Regions from separate parts of the Mus musculus genome. Here all the other regions are linked to region 2. A link is a contact called in public HiChIP or PLAC-seq and promoter capture Hi-C data. All regions are on one chromosome and are shown on one strand. Each heading gives the region's core, a stretch centred on a gene start, on an enhancer-like site or on the middle of the called end of the contact. The rest is flanking DNA. Distances are from core to core; before and after follow the strand shown.

Evidence for each region. Promoter capture Hi-C pulls out the DNA fragments that hold promoters and counts their contacts. HiChIP or PLAC-seq counts read pairs in DNA pulled down with a chosen protein or histone mark.
Region 1: a promoter capture Hi-C map of liver shows a contact between it and region 2, with 3 times the contacts expected there. The contact joins the promoter of Vars here to the promoter of Psmb8 in region 2. A contact is called at or near these places in 2 of 39 promoter capture datasets (liver and second pharyngeal arch cranial neural crest), 1 of 115 datasets of contacts at active chromatin or transcription factors (bone marrow-derived macrophages) and 1 of 9 other capture datasets (adipose tissue).
Region 3: a contact with region 2 is called in an H3K4me3 HiChIP or PLAC-seq map of bone marrow-derived macrophages, with 4 times the contacts expected there. The contact joins the promoter of Nelfe here to the promoter of Psmb8 in region 2. A contact is called at or near these places in 7 of 39 promoter capture datasets (embryonic stem cells, hippocampal neurons, liver and 2 more), 2 of 115 datasets of contacts at active chromatin or transcription factors (bone marrow-derived macrophages and large pre-B cells) and 2 of 9 other capture datasets (macrophages and pancreatic islet).
Region 4: an H3K27ac HiChIP or PLAC-seq map of microglia shows a contact between it and region 2, with 6 times the contacts expected there. The contact joins the promoter of 1110038B12Rik here to the promoter of Psmb8 in region 2. A contact is called at or near these places in 4 of 115 datasets of contacts at active chromatin or transcription factors (bone marrow-derived macrophages, memory CD8 T cells and microglia) and 1 of 9 other capture datasets (macrophages).
Region 5: a promoter capture Hi-C map of liver shows a contact between it and region 2, with 2.6 times the contacts expected there. The contact joins the promoter of Abhd16a here to the promoter of Psmb8 in region 2. A contact is called at or near these places in 2 of 39 promoter capture datasets (liver and pre-B cells) and 1 of 9 other capture datasets (liver).

What each region holds. Positions count from the first base shown.
Region 1 is chr17:34,997,834-35,002,477 of GRCm38.p6, reverse strand. It overlaps Vars (valyl-tRNA synthetase), which reads right to left and starts at 1,571. Exons shown (of 30, transcript NM_011690.3): 1 at 1,246-1,571; 2 at 648-1,066. The coding sequence starts at 1,034. It overlaps D17H6S56E-5 (DNA segment, Chr 17, human D6S56E 5), which reads left to right and starts at 1,732. Exons shown (of 2, transcript NM_033075.3): 1 at 1,732-2,311; 2 at 3,009-4,644. The coding sequence starts at 2,305.
Region 2 is chr17:34,196,924-34,201,694 of GRCm38.p6, reverse strand. It overlaps Psmb8 (proteasome (prosome, macropain) subunit, beta type 8 (large multifunctional peptidase 7)), which reads right to left and starts at 3,500. Exons shown (of 6, transcript NM_010724.2): 1 at 3,150-3,500; 2 at 2,315-2,462; 3 at 2,013-2,124; 4 at 1,425-1,554; 5 at 780-984; 6 at 241-517. The coding sequence starts at 3,296. The coding sequence ends at 429. Tap1 (transporter 1, ATP-binding cassette, sub-family B (MDR/TAP)) reads right to left here. Exons shown (of 11, transcript NM_013683.2): 11 at 4,470-4,771.
Region 3 is chr17:34,848,374-34,852,887 of GRCm38.p6, reverse strand. Nelfe (negative elongation factor complex member E, Rdbp) reads right to left here and starts at 2,497. Exons shown (of 11, transcript NM_001045863.1): 1 at 2,300-2,497; 2 at 1,895-1,977; 3 at 475-544; 4 at 227-372. The coding sequence starts at 1,969. It overlaps Skiv2l (superkiller viralicidic activity 2-like (S. cerevisiae)), which reads left to right and starts at 2,684. Exons shown (of 28, transcript NM_021337.2): 1 at 2,684-2,754; 2 at 2,889-2,992; 3 at 4,454-4,514. The coding sequence starts at 2,733.
Region 4 is chr17:34,951,121-34,956,125 of GRCm38.p6, reverse strand. It overlaps 1110038B12Rik (RIKEN cDNA 1110038B12 gene), which reads left to right and starts at 3,655. Exons shown (of 4, transcript NR_015536.1): 1 at 3,655-3,774; 2 at 3,953-3,990; 3 at 4,201-4,241. LOC115488834 (a small nucleolar RNA gene) reads left to right here and starts at 4,051; the gene lies at 4,051-4,113. It also overlaps the pseudogene Gm8696.
Region 5 is chr17:35,087,848-35,092,665 of GRCm38.p6, reverse strand. It overlaps Abhd16a (abhydrolase domain containing 16A), which reads right to left and starts at 3,375. Exons shown (of 20, transcript NM_178592.3): 1 at 3,210-3,375; 2 at 2,241-2,297; 3 at 1,578-1,644; 4 at 1,009-1,095. The coding sequence starts at 3,341.

The DNA.
Region 1 (4,644 bases), core at 322-2,821, 800 kb before region 2:
CGTGTGGGGACGTTTTCTTAACTAATGATTATGTGGAGGGCCAGTCCATTGTAGGGGATACCACCCCTGGCAAAGCAGCCCTGGACGGTATAAAAGAGCAGGCTGAACAAGCTGTGGAAAGTGAGCCAGAAAGTATCGGTCCTGCACGGCCTCTTTTTGTTTCTGCTTCCAGTCACTGGTCTGACTTCCTTCAGTGATGGAGAGCTGTAACCTGAAACAATTCCTTTCTTTCCCAAGGCGCTTTTGGTCATGTTGTTTTAAACATGGCAACAGAAACCCAAAGACAGACTTGGGAATGCTTGGCACACCAGTGCGTTCGTTCCGAGCCATTCAGTTAGAGCGAGACCTAATTTAAAGACACACACACACACACACACACACACACACACACACTCCAAACGTAGTGAAAACAGCAAAACCACGCTCCACTCCCGGGCGCTCATGTATCACACCCCCGGAGGAAGGAAGAGATTTCATCATCTTGCATTCTCAGACATAGAAGACCAAGGCTCGAGAAAAAGTGTTCCCAAAGTTACTACACCAGGTGGCAGGCAGAGATGCGACCGCCTGACAACCGACTTTTTTCGTGGGATTCTTCCCAATCCTGTTTGTGTAGTCAGAATTTCTCCCTTTTTCTTCCCTCTCACCTGGGGATCCTGACCAGGACCTCGAAGTCCCAGGGCAGGCAGGGTCGCCCCGCAGGCAGCGGGTATGAGCTCCGTGTCAGCATAACTGACCCACTGCTGGACCAGGACAGCTGCCCGGCTGCCCCCGGGTCCCCCCAGGCCTGCAGGCCACAACAGCTGAGCTACAGCCGGGGCCCCCCACACCCACAGGCCGCCAGGTCCCTGCTCCAGGGCGGGCAGGCGAGGCGGAGGGAATGGAGTCCGGCTGCTCGGGGGAGGCTGCAAGCAGATGCGGGGGTGAGGGCCTCCCCACCCGGGACCGTCACCAGCTTCCCCGTATCGGGCAGCGATGAGGGCTCGGAGGCTGGGGAAGGCGTCGGGGTGAGGAGAGACGTAGAGGATGGACATGGCTGTGCAGGGTCCGAACGCGGTGCAGTGACCTGAGGAGAGACCCGGCAGATTGAGGAGGGGACCTGAGCACGTGCTGCAAGGTACGCAGGCGCCCGGCCGGACCCTAGGCCTGGCCGAGCAGCCGCCAGCAGCGCCTAGAGGAGGAGGCGGGACCCCGATCGCCCGCCCCCTCGGGTTGGAGAGGGGAGGCCGCGCCGCGTGTACGTACTGAAGGCGGCGATCACACTCGGCCGGCTACGGCCGCGGCCCCACAGGGCGGCCGGGGTGGAGGTGGCGGGCAGCGGAGGCAGCTCTCCCGCTGCGGGAGAACGCGGCCGGGACAGCGGCACCCACGTGTCCCCCCCTTTGTGACAGCGCACGTTTCCGGACTCGGGTCCTCGCAGGGCTGCCGGGCCCCGCCTGTGCGTGCGCGATCCCGAGGGTCCGTGCGCGGCCCACCGCTGCCGGACGGGTCAAGCAGGGGCCAGAGTGGCTCGTGCAGCACGGAGACGGGAACCCGCGTGCCGGGACGAGCCTGGGTCTGGGTCAGGCGCCGCCGCGGGCAGCCCGTGGCCCTCGGGTCAGGCGCCGCCGCGGGCAGCCCGGGGTCTTCGTGTCTAGAGCGCGGGAAAACGAAAGCCCTAGTGTCTGGAGTGCGTGCTTGGTCCCAGGTTTCCGCCTTTTGCAGGGCGAGCTGCAGAATCTCGGGCTGCTCCAAGTGAAAGACCCCACCATAAGGCTTAGCAAGTTAGCTGCAGTAACGCCATTTTGCAAGGCATGATAAAGTACCAGAGCTGAGTTCTCAAAAGTTACAAGGAAGTTTAGTTAAAGAATAAGGCTGAATAATACCGGGACAGGGGCCAAACAGGATATCTGTGGTCAAGCACCTGGGCCCCGGCTCAGGGCCAAGAACAGATGGTACTCAGATAAAGCGAAACCAGCAACAGTTTCTGGAAAGTCCCACCTCAGTTTCAGGTTCCCCAAATGACCGGGAAATACCCCAAGCCTTATTTAAACTAACCAATCAGCTCGCTTCTCGCTTCTGTACCCGCGCTTTTTGCCCCCCAGCCCTAGCCCTATAAGAAGGGTAAGTACTCCACACTCGGCGCGCCAGTCATCCGATAGACTGAGTCGCCCGGGTACCCGTGTTCCCAATAAAGCCTTTTGCTGTTGCATCCGAATCGTGGCCTCGCTGATCCTTGGGAGGGTCTCCTCAGAGTGATTGACTACCCAGCTTGGGGGTCTTTCACAAGCAGTGCCTGGCTGCTGGGAGCTGTTGCTGTAGGGAATGAAAGGTTGGTAATTCCCTGGCGTTGGTAAATGCACCGTGCGTTCCGCGTCTCTTGCTTGTATTTATCTTATGCTTTTAGAAAGCGTACTGATGGGGTGTGCTCAAGGCCATGTCAGGCTTTTGGTAACGGAGTGCACCGCCAGTTCGCGGAAGATCCTCGGATCTAACCCAGGTAAAACAGGAAAGGGGCTCTAGGTGCTGAGCGCTCACTGCCTGACATGGAGTCACGTGAAGGAAGGGCAGGGGACCCAAAGGCAGAAGCACTCCAGCTGGTCTACTAAAGCTCAAACCTAGAGGGAAAACATAAGTTCGCAGTGCTTTTGAGAGGCCACTGCTAGCCTGGCAGTGGTGGCGCATGCCTTTAATCCCAGCACTTATGAGTGTGAGGCAGAGGCAGGCGGATTTCTTGAGTTCGAGGACAGCCAGAGCTACACAGAGAAACCCTGTCTCGAAAAACCAAGAAAAAAAGAAGAAGAAAAGAAAGGGGGGTTGGGGGAGAAAGGCCTGTTGGGATAATCTCTTGTGTACTGTGTAAAGTTGTCTTTGTATTATTCAAAAGTACACGGAGAGAGAAATCAGGCAGAAAAACTTCATGCCAGCTGTAGACAAGAGTGCTTACAGGTCCTTTACAAGGTACAGAAATGGATTGGGCCAAACATGGCAGATCTATGCAACACCTAACCACCATTGTTTCCAACCAGGTGATGAAGTCTCGATCACTAGACGGGAGATGCTGCCAAGTGCCCCAGACGGGATCAAGACTCCAATGACAACCATAAGATTCCCTAAAGCTAAGACACTGCAGATCTTGACTCTGCTGATTTCTATAGGTGTGGTCCAAACTAGTCCTATGCCCCATGAACCCCATAACCTTACTTGGGTTATAACTAACACTGCTACGGGGACTGTAATTAACTCGACCTCCCACCTCGCCCCCATTGGAACTTGGTTTCCTGATCTTGTTTTTGATTTGTGTGCACTAGCGGATGGGACCTGGGATCCCCTGGGCCTTGTATGGGGGTGTCAACATCCAGCTCAACACAGTGAACTTCGGAGAACCCCCTTCTATGTCTGCCCTGGAGAGGGGAGGTCTCCACAGCAGACGGCTACCTGTGGAGGACCAGAGTCATACTTCTGTGCATATTGGGGTTGTGAGTCGACTGGGTCCATCTCCTGGACGCCACCGATAAAAGATGACCTCATCAAGGTCCAAAGGAGCCCTGGATCGGAATCCCAAGGATGGGGGTATGGATTGCAGCCCAAGCTGGATGCAAATGATCTTGGTGGGCCATGTTCCTCCAACTGTAACCCCATTACAGTTCAGTTCACCCCCAAGGGAAAAGAAAGCGTAGGATGGGAAAAGGGAAAGACATGGGGACTAAGACTGTATGTGTCTGGATATGACTATGGAGTAATGTTTACGATCCAACTCTCTGCCCGACAGGGCATGCCTTTAGGCCCCAATCCAGCCCTGCCCCCTGTTGGACTCACGGTGACTCAATCACAAATCACAGTCCCCATTTCTCAGGAACTTAGACCCAGGTCTGGGCCATGGGACTTGCTTAAGGCCACTTACCTGGTATTGAATAATTCTAAACCAGAGCTTACAAGTAAATGTTGGCTCTGCTTGGATGCCCAGCCACCCTATTATGAAGGAATAGCCGTTCCTGGAAATTATACCACCTCTACTGACAACAAGGACTGTCGTTGGCAGTATCCAGGTAAAGGGAGACTAACCTTAGAGCTAATTCAGGGAAAAGGACTCTGCTTTGGGACAATACCCCACACCCATAGACATTTATGTAATAGCATCCAGGAAGCCCCAGACAGGGATGCTTACATTATACCCCCCATCAATACATGGTGGGCATGCACTACTGGGCTGACATCTTGCATCCACACCCAGGCTCTTAACCTCACAAATGGATTTTGTGTACTGGTCCAGCTTGCCCCTAGAATTCTTCGTTACTCTGATGAGATGGGGACCAGACTATCTCCATTCCCAGCTGCTCGAGCGAAGCGGGCTACTGTTGCCGAGATCCTGGGTGCATCAGCCTTCGACTTCCAAGATGAGAATTATAAAGTGTTAAGCTCTGCCATAGATGCAGATTTAATGGAACTAGGGAAATCCTTATCCAAGTCCAAAACCTCATTAACTTCTCTAAGGGAGGCCACCCTTCGAAATCAGCGGGAACAAGACTTCCAATCTCTGCAACAGGATGGACTGTGTAAACCTCTGGAGAAAAGGTGCTGCACCTTTGTGGATAACTTAAAGCATGCGAGGGAGTTATTGGCTAAGGTGAGGAAACGTCTAGAAGACAGGAAAAGGGAAATGGA
Region 2 (4,771 bases), core at 2,251-4,750:
ATACATGAGGGGCCACACTGGAGTCCCGAGACCATGACACTCCAGGAAGGGCCAAATGAAAACGCTTCTCCAAAGAGAAAAGTGATGGGTGACGGTCCTCCCCAGAGATGCAGGGGAAGGGCGTCCAGGAAGAACCTGGCGAACACCTTCTCAATGGAAGCCTCGCCTGATTTCCTGTTTGTGCCCTAGCTCTCCCTCCAAAGGGCCCCACAGCCTGACCCCATTCAGCCACAACCCAGAGACATGTATAACCGTTTTTCTTTTATTGTACTTAGAAGGTATCTGTGAGTGCGGGGGCCGAGAGGGTAAACAGAGCTTTGTCTCCAGCCCAGGTTGAGCCCTTCTTTTTCCTAAGACTGAAGTAGTCCCAGGTCTCTGAGTCTGCCAGCCAGTGCCACCAATGCTGGGGGAGGCCTGCCCAGCAGCCATCACAGAGCGGCCTCTCCGTACTTGTACAGCAGGTCACTGACATCGGAACTCTCCACTTTCACCCAACCGTCTTCCTTCATGTGGTACACTGTGGGCGATTGAGAAAAGAACATGGCGTCAGGCCTTTCTTGGGCAAGTCTCTGCCAGAATGGTGTGGCATAAGCAGCTTTCATGAGCATTAAGCACACACACACTGAAAGCCTTTGTCTGGAACTTCAGTGTTCTCAGACCTGACATCTCCACTCATCTCCCCCGAGGCTCCCAATCTAAGCTCCCCCCACATCCCCCTCCTCCCAGGTGCTGGGGAGCAGTGGTCTCCCCAGGTGTTGTGGGGCGCATTGGTCTCTTACTGTTGACGACTCCTCCAGAATAGTTGTCTCTGTGGGTAGCATAAGCAATAGCTCTGCGGCCAAGGTCGTAGGCCTCTTCAGGACTGAGGTCCTGCCGGTAACCACTGTCCATCACCCCATAGGCATAGGTGTTCCCGCTGCCAGTGGAAAACATCTGTCCCGAGAGCCGAGTCCCATTGTCATCTACGTAGTAAAGTCCTGGTCCCTAGAAGATGGGAAACCATCCCGAGTTGAACTTGGTTTATTGATCATATCAAGACGCAAGTGTGACTTGTGGAGAGCAAGCAACATAGTGATGCCACCATAGAAATATTTGAGTTAAGACAGCACACTTTAGGGAGCTGGAGAGATGGCTCAGTGGTTAAGACCCCTGACTACTCTTCCAGAGGTCCTGAGTTCAACTGCCAGAATTGAACCACATGGTAGTTCACGACCATCTGTAACGGGATCCAGTGCCCTCTTCTGGTGTGTCTGAAGACAACAAGAGTGTACTCACATAAAATAAATAAATGAATTTTAAAAACAAAAACAAAAGACAGCACACTTTGGTAAACATCAAAACCTGGATCAAGCATGGGGGAGGGGAGGGTTCAATGGGTAAGACACCTCGGGGGGGGGGGGGGCTCACAGACATAGGCCACCCACCTTCTTGTCCCAGCCACAGATCATGCTGCCCATGGAGAGGCCCATCCCCCGGTACTGCAGCATCATGTTGGAAAGCAGCTTGGATGCTGCAGACACGGAGATGCGTTCCCCATTCCGAAGATAATACAACCTGTACGATCGATCGAGGAGGAGGAGGAGAGAGAAGGAGGCCTCAGGGGCGGCAGCTACACCTGCATTCATTTTCTCCCATAGCACGAGGGAGCAGGGATTGTAGAGATGAGTGTTTGGAAGGTATGGACTTGTGGGACGGGACATAAGAGTAAAGGAGAGTTTGGGAATTTAAAATCTCTGATCCGCATTTTAAAAGCCTAGTAAATGATACCACCCTGCAGGTTAAGTGACTGCCAGATTATCTGGTTTATAAGCAGGGACCCAGGCTAGGATTTGGGAGATTTTTAATCACATGAAGGAGATATATATATATATATATATATATATATATATATATATATATATATATATCCCTTATGGTTGCTAAAATGGATCACCCGATGGGGGTGTAAGTGACCTGGGACATGGTGGGGACGGGGGAGGGGCTGAACAAATGAGATGATAAAACCGGCCTACCTGCACTCCTTGGCCAACAGCCTCTCCCAGTACTGGCAGTCGGCTGCACAACCAGACATGGTGCCAAGCAGGTAAGGGTTAATCTCGATCACTTTGTTCATCCTTAAGGAGCCTGGAAGAGTTTTGAGATCAAAGAAATGAGCCCACAGCTCCCCACCCACCCCTCACCCCCCATCCCACCCCCACCCTCAGTGTGCTATAATGCCAGCTCTGTCTGAACTTCGGCCCAGGCCTTCTGCTCTACTGAGGGAACAGCTCCACGAGTCGGACCATTGGAGCACACATGGAGCACACATACTCACTAATGTAACTCCCTGCAGTGGCCCTGGAGTCCACAGCCACGATGACGCCATGCTGGAACTTGAAGGCGAGTGTGGTTGTGCCGTGGGCCATCTCAATTTGAACATTCCTTTCCTGGTCACCACCAAAGGACCTCAGGAATGCGGTGGGCTAAGAGATGCAAGAGGCAGAGGGGCACCTCAGTGCTAGGAGGCTCCTGGCAGGGTGGCAGAGTGAGGAGGGGTCTGCAGACTCTAGATGTCAGTAGCTCCGAAGAAAGAAAAGCAGGATTTAAGCCCACCAGCTTTCTGCTTTCCAGCACGTGGGAACAAAGGTCATGGTAGGCGACTTCAAGGTGTTTCCTAATCCGTGGCTCCTTTGGTTCTCGAAAGCACATTTTAATAACTTGCTCTCATTTTACAGTAGAGGGGCTTGAGACCTAGGCCATCTAATGTGTCGTAGGACACACAGGGTGGGTTGCTGAGACCAAGTAAGGCCACCAAAGTTCATAGGTCTTCCAAGACAACTGTACAGCCCCTGTAGTAGTTAGCAGTGAGTCTGTGGAAGGCATGGTGGTCTGTGCACTGTGTCTTGGGATTGGCACCAACCATCTTCTCAGTCTCGCTGTCTCAACTCCGTGCGTGACTCTCTCTCCTTCTGTCCCTCCCCCACCCCTTTCTCCCGCCTTCCCATGCCTTAATCTCCACGTTGGTTCTTCAGGGCTAGCCTCGATGCTGCTCTCCTGGACGGCCCCTCCTGGCGTCCTCACCTCCTCAGACCCAGGCAGACACTCCTTCCTCTGTGCCACCCACCACCACCCACCTCCTGCATCTCTCCAGAACGCCCTACAGTCCTCACCTGCATTCCCCGGGGAAGTGCGAGCTCCGGAGCTTGCGCGGAGAAACTGTAGTGTCCCGGGTCCGAGCGACCCCCGCTTCCCGCATCCAGGGCAGCCCACTCGGGCCGCTGCCCCCGAGCGGCACCGCACAGATCCAGTAACGCCATGACCACTTGGCCCCGAAGATCCGTCGACTCTGCGACAAGGAAGTGAAAGCGAAAGCCACAGTACCAAGGGGAGGGAACCAGTCCCCCACCCCCATCCCCTGCCCTTTCCGAGTAGAGCCCAGTTAATGGGTGTCTGAACTAAAACAATGTGTTGGGGACGAGTTTTCCTGCTGCCACATCAGTGAAACCAGCTAGAGAATGGGCTGTGGGGTGGAAGAAGAGGTGCGCCTTCGGAGGCCGCCTAGCAGTGGGGTGCGTGAAGACCCACAGGCGGGGGACGGGGGGGGGCATCTTCTGGGAACAGCGGAGGACTGAATAGGGTCCTATCTCCTAAAGAGGTTGTCTAGAACGTTGGAACCTGAGAGGAGTATTGAGCAGATCCACCTAGGCGTGCGTCCTGGGGATGGGGGCAGCACTCAAATAAATGAGCATCATTTTATAGAAACTGGAAAATGCGATAAATGGATGCACAGGGGTCTTTAGGTCCTGGGACAACCAGGAAAAAACGGAGAAAGACGAACCAAGGAGAGGACTCAGTCGGGCCTTTTCATGTGTCCCTCCTAGGGCCCCTCTTGGTTCAACAGTCTCACTACCCTGAGCCACCCACGAGGACGCGCCCTTGCCCGGGGCTGCTCACGTCGCGCAAGTCAGGGCTGCGCGCTCCTTCCTTGAATCCTCAACCCCACCTCTTCTTTGCAACCTTTATGGACATTATCTGCCCAGGAACTGCTGACGTCACACACCGGGCCCTCCCTGAATGGAAGAGATTTACTGGCTAATCCTATCCATTTCATTGAGATTATCCCGGCGTGTGCCGCTGAGGAGAAGATGAAAGAATCTGAACGGGCGGGCGAGGTTATCCAGTCTGATTTTCTGGGGTCCCCACCCGCGGCGCTACCGCGCTTCCTCCAGCCTCAGCGAGGAAGAGAAGGACTCCAAGATGCAGTTGCTGCTGCCTTGGGGTGCGGAGAGGGAGGGGCTGCCGCCCGGTCCAGCTCAGCACTAGGAGTCCGTGGGTGAGCAGTAAAGAGAAATGAGAGCCCCAGGAAATAAAAGCTGATGGACCCAGAAGTAAAACAGAATTCTGAAGAAGAACGGGACACTGTCCTGGGGGGGGGGGGGGGGCTGACTAACTCAGCTAGGACTTTGCGGGAGCTAAGAAACGGGAGAAGCCACAGTACAAAACACCAGTTTTATTACAAATATCAAACACCCATAGAACACCCAAATGCCAGCCTATGCCTTTGGTTAATTGCAAGCTGCTTGTCCTTTCTCTCTGTACACTTTGGGCGTTTCTTCTCATTCTATCACAACGCCACATAAACCAGGTTTGTGTGTGCATGCTGTGATACAAGCTCAGCACCGGGAGGGTGGAGACCGGAGATTTAGCAGCTCAGTGTTGGTGTGAGGTACCTGAAACCCCGTCTAATAGGGAGCGGGTCGGGGAAACACATTCGTGGTAAATTCCGGGTATC
Region 3 (4,514 bases), core at 1,248-3,747, 650 kb before region 2:
ACCTAGCGCTCCAGTGGGCTGCAGTGGCAAAAACTACTTCTGAGGCTGAGGCCAGAGCATCACTTGACTCCATGAGTACAGTCAGACCCTGTCTCAAGGAACAAGAAAGAAACACCCTAAACTCAGAACAGCACAGGTTGCTCATATGTGAGCATGCATGACTTCCCCCACCCACCCCCTTCCAGCTGATGCCAGGACGTTCCAGACAATCTTCCTGTGTGCTCACCTTTAACTTCCCTTCCAGGGTCCGAGAACGTTTGAAGCCTGAGTTCTTAGTTTCAGCCTTGATGGCACTGATGGCTCCTGACTTCACCAGTTGTTTGGCCTGTTCTGTTGCTGTGGCAGTGTCCACCACAGGCTGCTCTGACAGTGCTGGGGAGAGAGGGAGGGGGAAGGAGAGAGGCATTCATTATGCTGGCTGTGGAGGGAAGCCCTCTGCTGCTGCCCCCTGGACTCTCTGTCTCTGTCACTTACAGCGTTTGACACCGCCCTGGCTCGCTGGGCCGCTGCTGCTCTGCTTCTTCAGAGCCAGCAATGCCTTTTTCTGGAAAGGAGAGAGGTCTGTCAACCAGGGTCTGGTTCCAGGGCCAGTGTGTGTGGCATCCTGGTCCTGGAGTGGCTCATCCTGCTTCCACATCCTCACGAAGCCCACAGTACTTAACCTAACCAAACTATGGTGTCCAAGGCCTTCCAGTCTCACATTTTGGAAACTGAAAACCAAAAACACCTAAGCCCTACCATATAAGCTGCAAATAAGACCTGAATCCTTGGGGATTTTATCCACCCATCTCCCATCTTCTGCACATTTAATGAGGCCATGCAGAATCAAAACACATAGTTCCCACCCTTAAGGAATTCAGAACCCAGGAAACAATGGCTAGACTGACAGCCAAGAATAATCAAGGGCACTAATCACTCAGGGCTGAGTATAAGCAACACTTTCTGATGCATAAGCAGCTAGTAAACTGAGACCTCACAGAATTACCCAACACAGACAGAAAAGATACTTTAGACAAAGAAATTGGGGTTGCAAAAATGCAGAGGAGGTTTTGGAAGGCAGGTTTTAAGAGAAAATAATTCTCTCTTTTGACAGGTATGGTGAGCTGATATTTCAATTCTATACATGATGTGAAACCTCGGAAGTGTTTTCAATGGATCAGGTGTGCCTTCAAAACAGCAAAGCCAGACCCTGTCAATGAGAAATTACTCAGAGGTTTCACTAGTAAGGAGAGTGCTGAGGACGGTGTTGTGCACCTAGAGTTCCACTTCCTGAGAGAAGCTTAGGGAGGAAGATACCAGGAGCCCAGGAGTTGAAAAAACAAAACAAAACAAAACAAAACAACCCACCCAACCCGGCCACATACTGAGATCCTTGCCAGGGGTAGTGGTAGGGGACAAAGTGGAAGAGGAACTTAGAAACCATCGACAGACTTGACAAATGTTTTGCTGTGTAAATAGTACAGAAGCCAGAGGTGAGGCAGAGCCATTCCAGGCTACCCAAAGCCACATATTTTCAATCCAGCCTGGGCTAAGTGTGAGACCCTGTCTGAGGTGGAGTGGTGTGTCAGAGATGAGAGATTTTAAGGCCTATTAAATGCAGTTGGTTATCTAAAAGCGAAGGGAGGGAGGTAGAGCAGACAGGAGGAGCACATTTACTTGGGCATTTGATGGTTCACAAGGCTCTGGGTGGTACTGAAGCCACAGGGACGATGATAATTCCATTGGGGATGACCAGAGAAGAGGGAGGGTTCAAATAAGACTGGACGATGCTGCCAAAGCTCCACTGAGAGGTCCCCTTCCGGTAGGAGGCAGGAGGACTCCCATGGCCTTACAGTCAGCCCAGGTGTCCCCAGAGTCTGGAGAAGCCGGGCCACCACGCTTAACTAACTCCTACCTTCTTCTTGAGTTTGTTGAACTTCTTCTGCAGTGCCTCTTCCTCTTCACTCAGCCCCGGAGGTATCACCAACATGTTGGCTCCTGGTTCAAGGGCAGAACCCAAGACATCATTCTCTACTGTCACCATTCAAAATTCACACGTCGTCCAACTTGCGTCCATCCTGTATGCACCCCAACCTCCAGGCCCGCCTACTCCAGCCTCTGGCCTTTCCCTAACCCCTCGTTCCTCCGAGGCTGCTTGTCCAGCCTCCTGTTTATGGTAATCAACCGGCATTCCCGCCTATGTCCAAGGTCCAGACACTAGAGCCTTGGGGTACCTCAGCCCGGAGAAGGGAAAGCACTCCCTGCGACGCCAAGGCGATGGCTCCCGACCCCCATGCCCAATGGGGTTAGGTCAGCCAACCTCGGGGTCCGATGGGCAGAGAAGGCGGCCGGGCCCGCGTAGCGCTATCTGGGCAACCAGAGGAGGAGGAAGAAGAACCAGGGGCCGCGCGGGGAAGGCGCGAAAGATGTGAGACGAAGCCCTCACCTGAGGGGGCGGCGCCCGGGCCCGCGGTCTCCGGCGCCGCCGCGCGGGCTACTGCGCGCTGGCTCGCGGCGATGACGTAAAGGGGCGGGACACGCGGTAACCAAGGCGGCGAGTCGCAGTGACTTCCGCCCGGCCTTGCCCGGCTCCGAGTCAGGCTTCGGCGCCGCTCTCGCCCACGCTCCCGGCGGGGAGTGGTGGAGGAGGGGGCGTGTCGGAAGTAATTTCAACTTCCGCCCTTCTCGGGGCGGGGCCGGCTCCGTGGTTACTCTGAGTTTCCGGGCTGCTCGGGAGCTGCCGCGGCTCCAGGATGATGGAGACGGAGCGACTCGGTGAGGGGGAGGGGAGGAGAGTGGACGGGAGAGGAGAGGAGAGGAGGGGAGGGGAGGGAGGGGGGTCCGCGGAAAGGACTAGTTAGTAGACAGGAATGACTTGTGGCTTTTAACCTGTGACCTTTCCCTTGTAGTTCTGCCTCCCCTAGATCCCCTGAACTTACCCCTTCGAGCTCTGGAAGTGGGGTGCACTGGCCGTTGGGAGCTGCTGAACGTGCCAGGGCCTCCAGAGAGCACTGTGAGTGACTTTTGACCCTCACCTTTGACCTATGAGCCTAAAAGAAATTCCACCCTGCTCACAGGAGGATGTAGCTTGACACTGTCATCTTGGCCTCCGGCTCATGCTGGACAGATCCCACTCTACTGGAACTCCAGTAGGTCGGAGCGGGGAGTGCTGGAGACGCGAGCTCTCAGAGCTGCCCCTTCACCTGTATCTTTCCTCCTAGGAGGTTCCTTCTCTCTGCATAGCTCAGAGCACTTGGCTCTTTTAAACTGAAGCCTGGCGTGGCTCACACCCTTATTCCCAGCACTTGGGAGGTGGAGGCAGGCAGATCTCTTGAATTGGAGGCCAGTTTGATCTACATACCAAGTTCTAGGCCAGCCAGGGCTATGTAGTGAGATCTCATCCCCAAAACAGAAAGAAAAGAAGCAGAAAATTTAAGACTGGCAGAATGACTTATTAGCCCAGAGATTCTCCACCTTTGATTCACTACCCATTTGAGGGTGGAATGACCCTTTGACAGGGGTCACATCACATATCAGATATCCTGCACACCAGACATTTACATTAAGATTCATAACAGTAACAGAATTACAGTTAATAAGTAGCAACACAATTATTTTTCGGTTGTGGTCAGCACAACAGGAGAACCGGTGCATTAAAAGGTGGCAGCATTTGAGAAGGTTGAGAATCACTGGCTTAGCCTATTAAAGCGCTTGCCCATGCAAGTCTGATGAGACACACGTAAAGGCAGCGAGAGAGCCAGCTCCACAATGTGGTCTTCTGACTGCCATGTGTGCATGCGTGTACCCATGTCCACCCATTACACACAGACCTATACATACTAACACATACTACTACAAATAATAAGAATTCTAAAATGCGAATTCTCAGTTGAGCACATAGCTCACTTGGTATAGCGCTTGCTCAGCATACACAAAGCCCTGGTTTTGATCCCTGGCTCTGCATGATAGTCAGGTGTTGGTAGCTCATGCTTGTCACCCCCTCACTTGAGAGGGGGAGGGATATGTGTACACACACACACACACACATCAAGTTGGATGCAAACATGGGTTTCATGAGAGCCTCTCTCAAAATAAGAATGCAGATTGCTGTGTCTGGCCTCTGTGTGTCTGAAATCAGTGATTTACCTTAGTTGGTATCCTGGGACATCTACCATTGGATCTGAACACAAGTTCCATCGCCTCTTTTGTCTACACGCTATCCTTTATTAACCAACTTAAGGTTTCTTCTTTTTTTTTTTCTTCAATTTATTTATTTATTTTATATACGAGTAAACTGTAGCTGTCTTCAGACACACCAGAAGAGGGCATCGGATCTCATTACAGATGGTTGTGAGCCACCATGTGGTTGCTGGGAATTGAACTCAGGACCTCTGGAAGAGCAGTCAGTGCTCTCAACTGCTGAGCCACCTCTCCAGCCCCCAACTTAATACTTCCTATCTCGCCCTTGTCCCAGCTCCCCCATGGCCTCCCTCCATGCGCCCCAGATCTGTGCCAGGAAGCAGAGCAGCTGTTTC
Region 4 (5,005 bases), core at 2,406-4,905, 750 kb before region 2:
TATGCAGGGAGTACAGGTATTTACTTTGAGGGTCGGGCTCATTCATGGGAAAAAGTAGGGTGGTGCTGTTGTTTGGGGTCAGTGGAAGAGGGACTCAAGGGGCTATGAGAGCTCAGCTCTCCCTTACCCTCCAGGGCCTGAATCCTAAACAGTGTTTGAACCCCTATTGGAGTCAAGTGACTCTTTCACAAGGGTTGCATAAGACATTGAAAATTACAGGGGTTGTTTGTTTTTGGTTTTTGTTTTGTTTTTTGTTTTTCAAGACAGATTTCTCTGTAGCCCTGGCTGCTTTGGAACGACCTTATAGACCAGGCTGGCCTATAAACTAAGAAATTTGCCTTCCTCTGGCTCCCAAGTGCTGGGATTAAAGGCCTGTGCCACTACTACCAGGCTAAAATTATAGTTATAAAGTATCAACACCAACTATTTCTCATGGTTGGGTGTCACCAGAACATGTGGAACTTAAGAATAGCAACATTAGGAAGTTTGAGAACCACTGCTCTAGACAGTGAGCTTCATCCCCCAGCCACTGAGCCCTCCTTTTTAGCTTTATTTTCTGAGACAGCATCTCCCCATGCAGTCCTGGCTGGCCTCAACCTCTGACCCATATGCCTTTCCCAACCTGGCTTCTTTATTACTTTTTTGAGACCTCTTACAGGGTTGCCCAAACTATATTTACACTTTCTCTGTAGCTCAGCCTGGCTTTGAACTTGCCCTTTCCAGACCATACCCCTGAACCTGCTAGCTGAAATTATAAAGTTGTGACCAGGCACCATGTCTGGCTATCTTTTTTCTTTTGGGGGGAGGGGCAGGGTTTGTGTGCGTATGTGTGTGTGTGTGTGTGAGAGACAGAGACAGAGACAGAGAGTCAGAGAGACGGAGTCTTTCAGTGTAGCCTTAGCTGGGCTGGAAGTGATTATCTAGACCACGCTGCTCTCCGACTCCTGTCTCTGCCTCTTGAATGGTGGGATTATGGGCACTGTGCTACCTGACCCATCCACTTTATCCCCACCATCCCCATCTCTCTTTCCAGGCCTGGTGACGTAGCAGAGCCCTTACCTTGTCCAAGGCTTTTTAAGCAGGCAGAACCTAGGGCACAGAGCTGCTTTCCTCAGAAACCTTTTGACCCCTGGCTCTTCCAGGGTTTTAGTGGGGCAATGCCAGCCTTTGAGAGCTGGGGAGGGTAGGTCAGGGGAGACTGCTTGCCTAGTATATGCATGAGGCACTCAATTCAATCTCCAGCTCCATGGAGAATCAATCGATTTGCTGGGCAAGGTGTAAACTGCATGCAATTCTAACATGTCCAAACAGAAACTTTAAGGCCACCCTAGGGTAAAGATGTCTTCAGTAGTTTTTCAGTCCCTCTTGAGGTGGGCTGTCGTCGAGTCGCGGCGAGGCCGGCACACCGCAGCCATGACAGAGACTGATGTGACTCCGAAGGCCTATCCCCTCGCAGATGCCCACCTCACCAAGAAGCTGCTGGGCCTTGTTCAACAGTCATGTAACTACAAGCAGCTTCGGAAAGGAGCCAATGAAGCCACCAAAACCCCCAACAGAGGCATCTCTGAGTTCACTGTGATGGCAGCAGACGCTGAGCCCTTGGGGATCATCCTGCACCTCCCTCTGCTGTGAGAAGACAAGAATGTCCCCTATGTATTTGTGCGCTCCAAGCAGGCTTTAGGACGGGGCGTGTGGCATCTCCAGGCCAGTCATCGCCTGTTCTGTTACCATCAAAGAAGGCTCTCAACTAAAGCAGCAGATCCAGTCCATTCAGCAGTCTATTGAAAGGCTCTTGGTGTAGGCCGTGGCCTCTGCCCTTTCCTGTCTACTGCCACCCTGTTTGTGTATCATATTGTCTGTTAGCATGTACTACTTTCAACCAGTTACTATTATATTGTACTACATCTGCGTTTAAAAAAAAAAAAAAGAAGTCTTCAGTAATAGTTTAATAGAGGCCAAGGCAATTATGCTCATTAGAGAAGCAGTTAATTCGTAAGCCATTTTACACTGTTAGAGGTCATTTCTGGCTAACGTGCACTCAGTTTGGAACTGAAGAGTCTCTTCCTATAACCCTCCCAGGTGGAACTTGGGCCTAGGAACTGAGAGACTTATCGAACACATAATTACTATAGGATTCTTTTATTTGTTTTTGTTTTTGTTTGTTTTTTGTTTTGTTTTGTTTTTTGAGACAGGGTTTCTCTGTGTAGCCCTGGCTGTCCTGGAACTAACTCTGTAGACCAGGCTGGCCTTGAACTCAGAAATCTGCCTGCCTCTGCCTCCCAAGTACTGGGATTAAAGGCATGTGCCACCACTGCCCGGCTACTATAGGATTCTTAGATTTTAAATTTTAGTTATGTTCTGAGGCACTATCTCATCACTGCGTAGCCCAGGCTGGCCTTGAACTCAAAGAGATCTACCTGCCCCTGCCTCTCAAGTGCTAGGATTAAAGTTGTGCACCACTGCTTCTGGCTAAAATGTATTTTAAAATGAAGATAGAGAAGCGTATAGTGCCTTGCACATGTAATTTCAGCATTTAGGAAAAGGAAGTAGGAATGTTGACCGTCATGGTACAGAATTGCTGTCTCAAAAAAAAAAAAAAAGACAAAGGGGCTGGAGCAGTGGCTCAGTGGTCAGGAGCACTTACTGATCTTTCTAAGGACCTGGCTTCAGTTCCCAGCACCTATCACCAGGTGGCTTACAACTTCCTCTAACACACATAGACACAAATACAATCAATCTAAAAATATTTCTTAAAAGCTGGCCAGTGGTGTTGTATGCCTTTAATCCCAGCACTCAGGGCAGAGGCAAGTAGATATCTGTGAGTTCGAGGCCAGCCTAGTCTACAGAGCAAGTTCCAGGACAGTCAGGGTTACACAGAGAAACCCGGTCTTGAAACCGACCCCCCCCCCCTCTCTCTCTCTCTCTCTCTCTCTCTCTCTCAACATAGTAGTGTGTCACGCCTGTAATTGTAGGCATGGTTGGAACCCATCTTAGACTATGAGCCAGATGTGTGTTTGTGTGTGTGTGGCTTTTATCCCCCTTTAAATAAAAATGTTGGGGCTGGTGAGATGGCTCACCAGTTAAGAGCACTGGTTGCTTTTCCTGAAGTCCTGAGTTCAATTCCCAGCAACCAAATGCTCGTGACCATGTATAAGGGAATCTGATGCCCTCTTCTGGCACGCACGTGTACATGCAGCAGAGCACTCAGTAATCTTTTTTTTTTCTTTTTTTTTTCTTTTTAACGGAGAGCAGAAGCTGAGGTGCAAATTCAGATTTTTCTGCTAGGTGTAGGCAATATGAGTCCTCCTGGGTAGACTGGATCCAAACATGAGTACAGAATCCGCAAAGCCATAAGCCTAAAGGAGACCAAAGAGCTGACCTATCCTGTAGGAGCTCCAGGGTCTTTACCCAATCTTGGCCGATTAGGCTGCCTGTTTCTTTCTTTCTTTTTTTTTTTTCTTTCCTTTGGATTGGTAGTTTATCAAATTGTCGTCATATACATGATTCTCTACTTAGGACAGTAAGAAACATGATTCCTCTTTGTTCCCTTCGCATTTGTCAGCGCGATCAAGTCAGGCATATGAGAAGACGACTATGTCCGTCAGGACCCCCGGGCCAGGCGTGGGTATAAATGGCCGAGGCGGGCGGCACACGGGTCTCTTTGTGCACCCGCCCACACGGTTTGCCGTGTTTTCACCCTTCTTTGTTCTCCACCGGTCTGGGCAGGGTCTGAGGACTCCGGAGAGCAAGGCATGGGTCCGCCTCGTGCCGCAGGTATCCTGGGGTCCTGTGGGGAGGGCTCTGCGGTGTGGGGCCGGGTATGATGACCCACATTTACAGACTAGAGTTTCTGATGTCCACGTGACGCCACTCCTTGTAACTGACCCAGGCCGGGGTGGGGGCTGCAGGCCGGGGTCTCTACGACCTGTGCTCATTCAATGATCTCTTCCAGGTTCCTGGCCCACGCCAGCCGTACCCAGTAGCACAATGGTAAGCGCATGCTGGCGAGAGGTAGGCGGTGTGAGGAGGGGCTGGTTTCGGGGAGAGGACAGTAATGATGATTTCTGGTGATTCTGAGTGTCTCGCTGACGCCATCACCGCAGCGCGCTGACCGTCCCCGGGTCCAAAATCGGCAGTGGCGTGGGTTTTGAGTGGCCTAGAGTTCTGAGTAATTTACCTCTGTGTCTTGCTTTCTGGTAGGGATTTGAGGACACACGCCAGCTGCCTACACCTGAAGAAAGGTTAGTCTTAGGTTTCACTGGCATGCTTGTCTCTTGGCTTGACTTTTTGGAAGGGGTGGATTCGAGACAGGGTTTCTCCATGTAGCCCTGATCTCAGATCCGCCTGCCTCTACTCTCTGGAATTAAATGCATACAGCACCACCGACTGGCCCTTGTTTTGTTCTTAATATCCTGCCTGCATTAGCCAGTCTCCAAGCAAGCTACCACCCAGCCATCTTTTTGTTTTTAGATCTTAACTAATCTCCCTAACTCTAAATCTATGGTGGATCCAGGAGCTGCCTTGATTATTTCTTGTGCCTTTAAGTTCTGTATGCTAGTCCACGGCAGTGGGTCTCAGCCTTCCTGAGGGCCTTTAATGCAGTTCCTCGGGCTGTGATGTTCCTAACCATCGGTTTTATTTTCCTTGTATCTTCATAACTAAAGTTTGCTATTGTGATAACACAGGCTGTCCTGTCTGGGACCCCTATGTAAGGGTTCCTTGGTGACACAGGTTGAGAGCCACTGTTTTAGACTATGCTTTTGGGTATTTAGACGGGCTCTCAATTCAGGATGGCCTTAGTCCTGGCTCCAACCACCTTTTTTTTTTTTTTTTTAAGATTTAGATGTTTGTGAGTACACTATTGCTGTCTTCAGACACACCAGAAGAGGGCGTCAGATCCCATTACACATGGTTATGAGCCATCTCTCCGGCCCATGCCACCTTTTTTCGTTAAAGGTTTTAGCAGTTAAATTTCAGTCCCCAGGAGTTTTGGCTTTATATAGCT
Region 5 (4,818 bases), core at 2,126-4,625, 890 kb before region 2:
TCCACCGGCCTCTGAGGCAATCTGCACATGTGATACACATAAGCAAATTCAGGGACCGCCCCCGGGGTGGGCCTGGCCCCTCTGCACATATGTTACAGTTGTGCAGCTTGGTCTTCATGTGAGACTCCTAAAGTGTGAGCAGGGGCTGTCTCTGACTACACTGTCCCCCTTGGGATCTCTCTCCCCTAACTGGGCTGCCCTGTCTAGCCTCAGAAGGAGAGGATGCGCCTAGTCTTACTGCAACTTGATATGCCAAGGCTGGTTGATATCCATGGGAAACGGAGGAGGAGTGGATGGGGATGGGGAGGGGAGAGGAAAATACTGGGAGGAGAAGAGGGAGGGAAAGTGCGGTCACGAACCACACCCCTCTGTGTCCTGGGTCTCACCACGCACACACACACACACCACACACCACACACACACACACACACACACACACACACACACACACACCACACACACACACCACACACACACCACACACACACACCACACACACACGCGCACACCACACACACACACACACGCACACGCACACGCACACGCACACACCCCTCTGTTTTGACCTTCACTTACACACTTATTCACTGATTGAGACAGAGTCCCACTATGTGGCCCAGGTTGGCCTGGAACGTGAGACTTTCTACCTCCCTCTTACCCAAGCGCTGGGATAGAGGACACATTGCTCGAATGTCTTCCACTAACAGTGCACCTCTGATCTGTACTCCGGTGCAGGGCCCACAGTGTGGTTACACTGTGTGAGGTCTCTGTGCATGTTAAAGTCTGCTGCTGTCTCCAGCTGAGACTCAGGCGGTGTGTGCTGTATTCTTCTTGTTCCTGTACACTGCTGATGAACACATGCAATGTAGGATGTAAGACACTTGAGGAAGAGCTACACCTTGGACTGTCCTCAGTTACTCCCTACAGGGCCCAGCCCCAAACTACGTCTGCAAAAAGTGCTTAACGCTTATCCAGTCACAGATACAAACCAGGCTCCTCTCTACCTACCTCGGAGGCAGGCCACCCCTGCAAGTAGCAGCAGCAATGTCCCGGCATAGTGAGAAAATGGCACCACTTTGGACAAACTCAAGTAACCTGGGAGGGAAGAGGGACAGTTATGAGACGCTCTCACAGGACCTCTGAGTGGTTCTCCCAGCTTGCCCACAACCTCTACCCACACTCTGTCTTTGGGTTAGCCATTCTATCAGACCAGCAATTCTCAACCTGTGCATTGGGAACCCTTTGGCAAACCTGTATCTCCAAAAAATATTTATATCATGAACCATAACAGTAGCAAAATCACAGTTATCCAGTAGCAACGACATGATGTTATGGTTTTGCGGGGGGGGGGGGGGTGTCACCACGACATGTGGAACTGTGTTAAAGGGTCGCAGCACTGGGAAGGTTGAGAACCACCAGCTTATAGGGCAAGACTCCTGGTAGAAGAGGGAAGTCAAATATGCCGTTCTCACAGGATCACCCCCTTTCTCTTCGGGGAGTAGATTCACTGGCCAATGACCTGCCCGGTTTGTCCCCACCCACACACGCCCCACCACCACCTTTGGAACCACACTGACCTTTCCTGTATAAGTAGAAGAAGGCGAAGGGAGAGGAGTAATAAGAGATGGACCAGAAGACTGAAGCCTGCAGCAGAGACACAGACAGGCGATCAATACGCCTGTGCACACACACGCTGTTCTGCCCTCTCCGGGCCTGGCTCTGACACCGTGCACACAGTAGGGACCCAAATATTTGTTGCCTCATAGTGTGTCAGAGTACAGTAACGGAGACTGACACAGATTCATGGCGTTGAAAACACCAGCCTCTCTGTCTACTCAAGTTAATCAAGCCTTCCCAGTTGGCCCCACTCAAGAGAGTCCCAGGTTTTGTCCCCAAGAGATGTGAGAACATCACCATAGGAACTCTGCCAGGGAGAACAGCTGTCTCTGCAGCCACAGAAGTTAGTTGCCAGGGAGGATAGGTCACTAGGGACTGCAAGACTCAGAGACCTGCAGCCGATCCCAAAGGTAAATTTGTTATCCTTAGGGCTCAAACTGCTCTGGAAAAAGCTTATGGTACACAAAGGGGACTTCCTAAGGGAGAATGCCAACGGTAGGCACTTGGGATACGCTGGTCCTCTGTGCAAGCTCTGCTGTACAGGGCCCAGAGCACCCCTCACCTCCTGGGGTGTTGCCTTCTCCAGGGCTGGGTTTGACTGGCAGATGCTGGGACTGACTTACCAGTGCCAGGATGCTGTCTGCATGTTTCTCCAGGGCCCGAGGCTGATAATACGTATCCTGCCAAAACAGATGGCCTGTTAAGGACCTTGCCAGCTGACAGGCCCTTCCTCCCTTCCAGAAGCCCTAACCTGTGTCACCTGGTTCTAGCCTCTGTGGCCATTTCTCCTGGGATACTCCTGTTTCTGCTGAAGCTTCAACTCCCCCCCCCTGACATTTCACCCCTCACCCTGAAAGCAATCACGGGGTGCTAGGCTTGGAAGCAAAAGTGAAAGCAGCATTTGGAAAACCGGTCCTTTTTTTCCCCTGAAACTCCATACAGATATGATTGTGTCACTATGGGGAGAGGAGTAAAATTGAAAATGAGAGACTCCATGACAATTCTAAGAGGGAAGGAATAGCATTTGATGTAAGTCGATTCCGGGAAAAATGTCGCTAAGTGTGGGCACTTCGGAAAGCCTCCTAAACATAATTTGCAACCAATAAAAACAAAAACATTTTGGAGAGCAAACTACCACCCTGAATGCAAGACCCTGGTTTTCAGGCTAGGTTTGGGGGCACAAGGCGCACAAGTAAATACATGACATGAAGTCATTTTTGAAACTGAAAAGTCAGGTTAAAGAGAAAGTCAACAGATCCTGGGAGAAATTGGGAGTAGGTGGGCAAAAGCCAGTGCGCGCAGGGGACTCCAAACTCAACTGGGACCAGCCATTCGGGGGACGCGGAGGGGGAAAAAAAAAAGCAAGCGTGGTGGTGGGTGTGAGGAAGAGTTCCTCCAAAGCCGTAAAGAGAGGCGGCGGCTGGGCCCTGCGTGACTGGGAGGGGGCCGGGAAGCGCCCGCAGGCGGACTGCGTGCGCGACCGCCACTTGACAAGCGGGCTCCCCCGTTTCCCACAGTGGGCGCGCCGGGCGAGCGCAGCGCAGCGCGGTCTGGACCATACCATGCTCTCCGCCGGGGGGAACCCGACTCACCCAGGAGCTGGACGAGGCGGCGGGGACGGCAGTGGGAGTCTCGGGGACGCTGGACGCGGCCCGGTCCGTGTCCCTCTCCCGGTAGATCTTGTAGAGCCGGGGGCCGAGGACGCAGCTCAGGAGCTTCGCCATAGCCCCGGCTCGGGCCGCTGTCCCTCGGCCTCAGGTCCCCGCCGGCCCCGCCCGTAGTCTCCTGGGCGCTGCGTGCGTGCCTGTGTGCGTGCGTGACGTCAGCACGTATCCGCTCGCCCCGTGGCAGGGTCCAGCCTGACGTTCTCGCCACGAGAGGAGTGTTCAGCGCAGTGGGCGACGGTCTACAGTTAGTTAGAGCTGTTCTGAATAGAGAAACTTAAGAAAATGAATGCCCCAGGTGGTTACTTTTTTTTTTTTAAAGATTTCTTTATTTATTATGTGAGTACACTGTTACTGTCTAGAGACACACCAGAAGAGGGCATCAGATCTCATTACAGATGGTTGTGAACCACCATGTGGTTGCTGGGATTTGAACTCATGATCTTCGGAAGCGCAGTCAATGCTCTTAACCGCTGAGCATTTCTCCAGCCCCCACATTTTTTTTTTGGTTTTTCGAGACAGGGTTTCTCTGTGTAGCCCTGGCTGTCCTGGAACTCACTCTGTAGACCAGGCTGGCCTCGAACTCAGAAATCTACCTGCCTCTGCCTCCCCAGTGCTGGGATTAAAGGCGTGCACTACCACGCCTGGCTTCACTTTTTTTTTTTTTTTAAACCCTATCCCTTAATGTCAGCATGTTCTGGAACGATCACTGGGTGAGAGTAGGAGCATTTGACAAGAACTTCAAGAAAAGAGGCTAGTGTCTGGATTTGTAGCTCAAGTATAGAAAACTTTGCTTAACATGCTGAAAGCCCTGGGTTACACACACACACACACACACACACACACACACAGATCTAGGGATGTATCCATTAGAAGAAATAGCAGGATTCTTCTGAAGAATTCTATTTAAATTTTTTTTTATTTTATGTATATGAATACACTGTAGCTGTTTTCAGACACACCAGAAGAGGGCGTCTGATCTCATTACAGATGGTTGTGAGCCACCATGTGGTTGCTGCTGGGACTTGAACTTAGGATCTCTGGAAGAGCAGTCAGTGCTCTTAACCACTGAGCCATCTCTCTAACCCAAGAATCTTTTTTTTTTTTTTTTAAGTTTTTGAAAGAAGTAATCTGCCCGATGTAGTGCCACATGCTTTTAATCCCAGCACTTGAGAGACAGAGAGAGATGGGTGTGTTGACAGATTGGCCTCTTGAGTTCCAGGCCACCCTAGTCTACGTATGTAGTGAGTTCCAGGCCACTCAGGGCTATATAGAGAAACCTTGTTCAAAGTGCTAGGATTGGTGGTAAAGGGCTCTGGCTGCTTTTCGAGATGTCCTACATACAATTCTCAGCAACCACATGGTGGCTTACGATCTGATCCCCTCTTCTGGCATGCAGATATACAAGCAGATGGAGTACTTATATATGTAGAAATAAATCTTAAAGTGCTAGGAGTAAAGGCATGCATCACTACCACACCGAATCCCTTCCCCTTTTGTAAAGTTACATTTGTGTGTGTATCCATATATGTACACA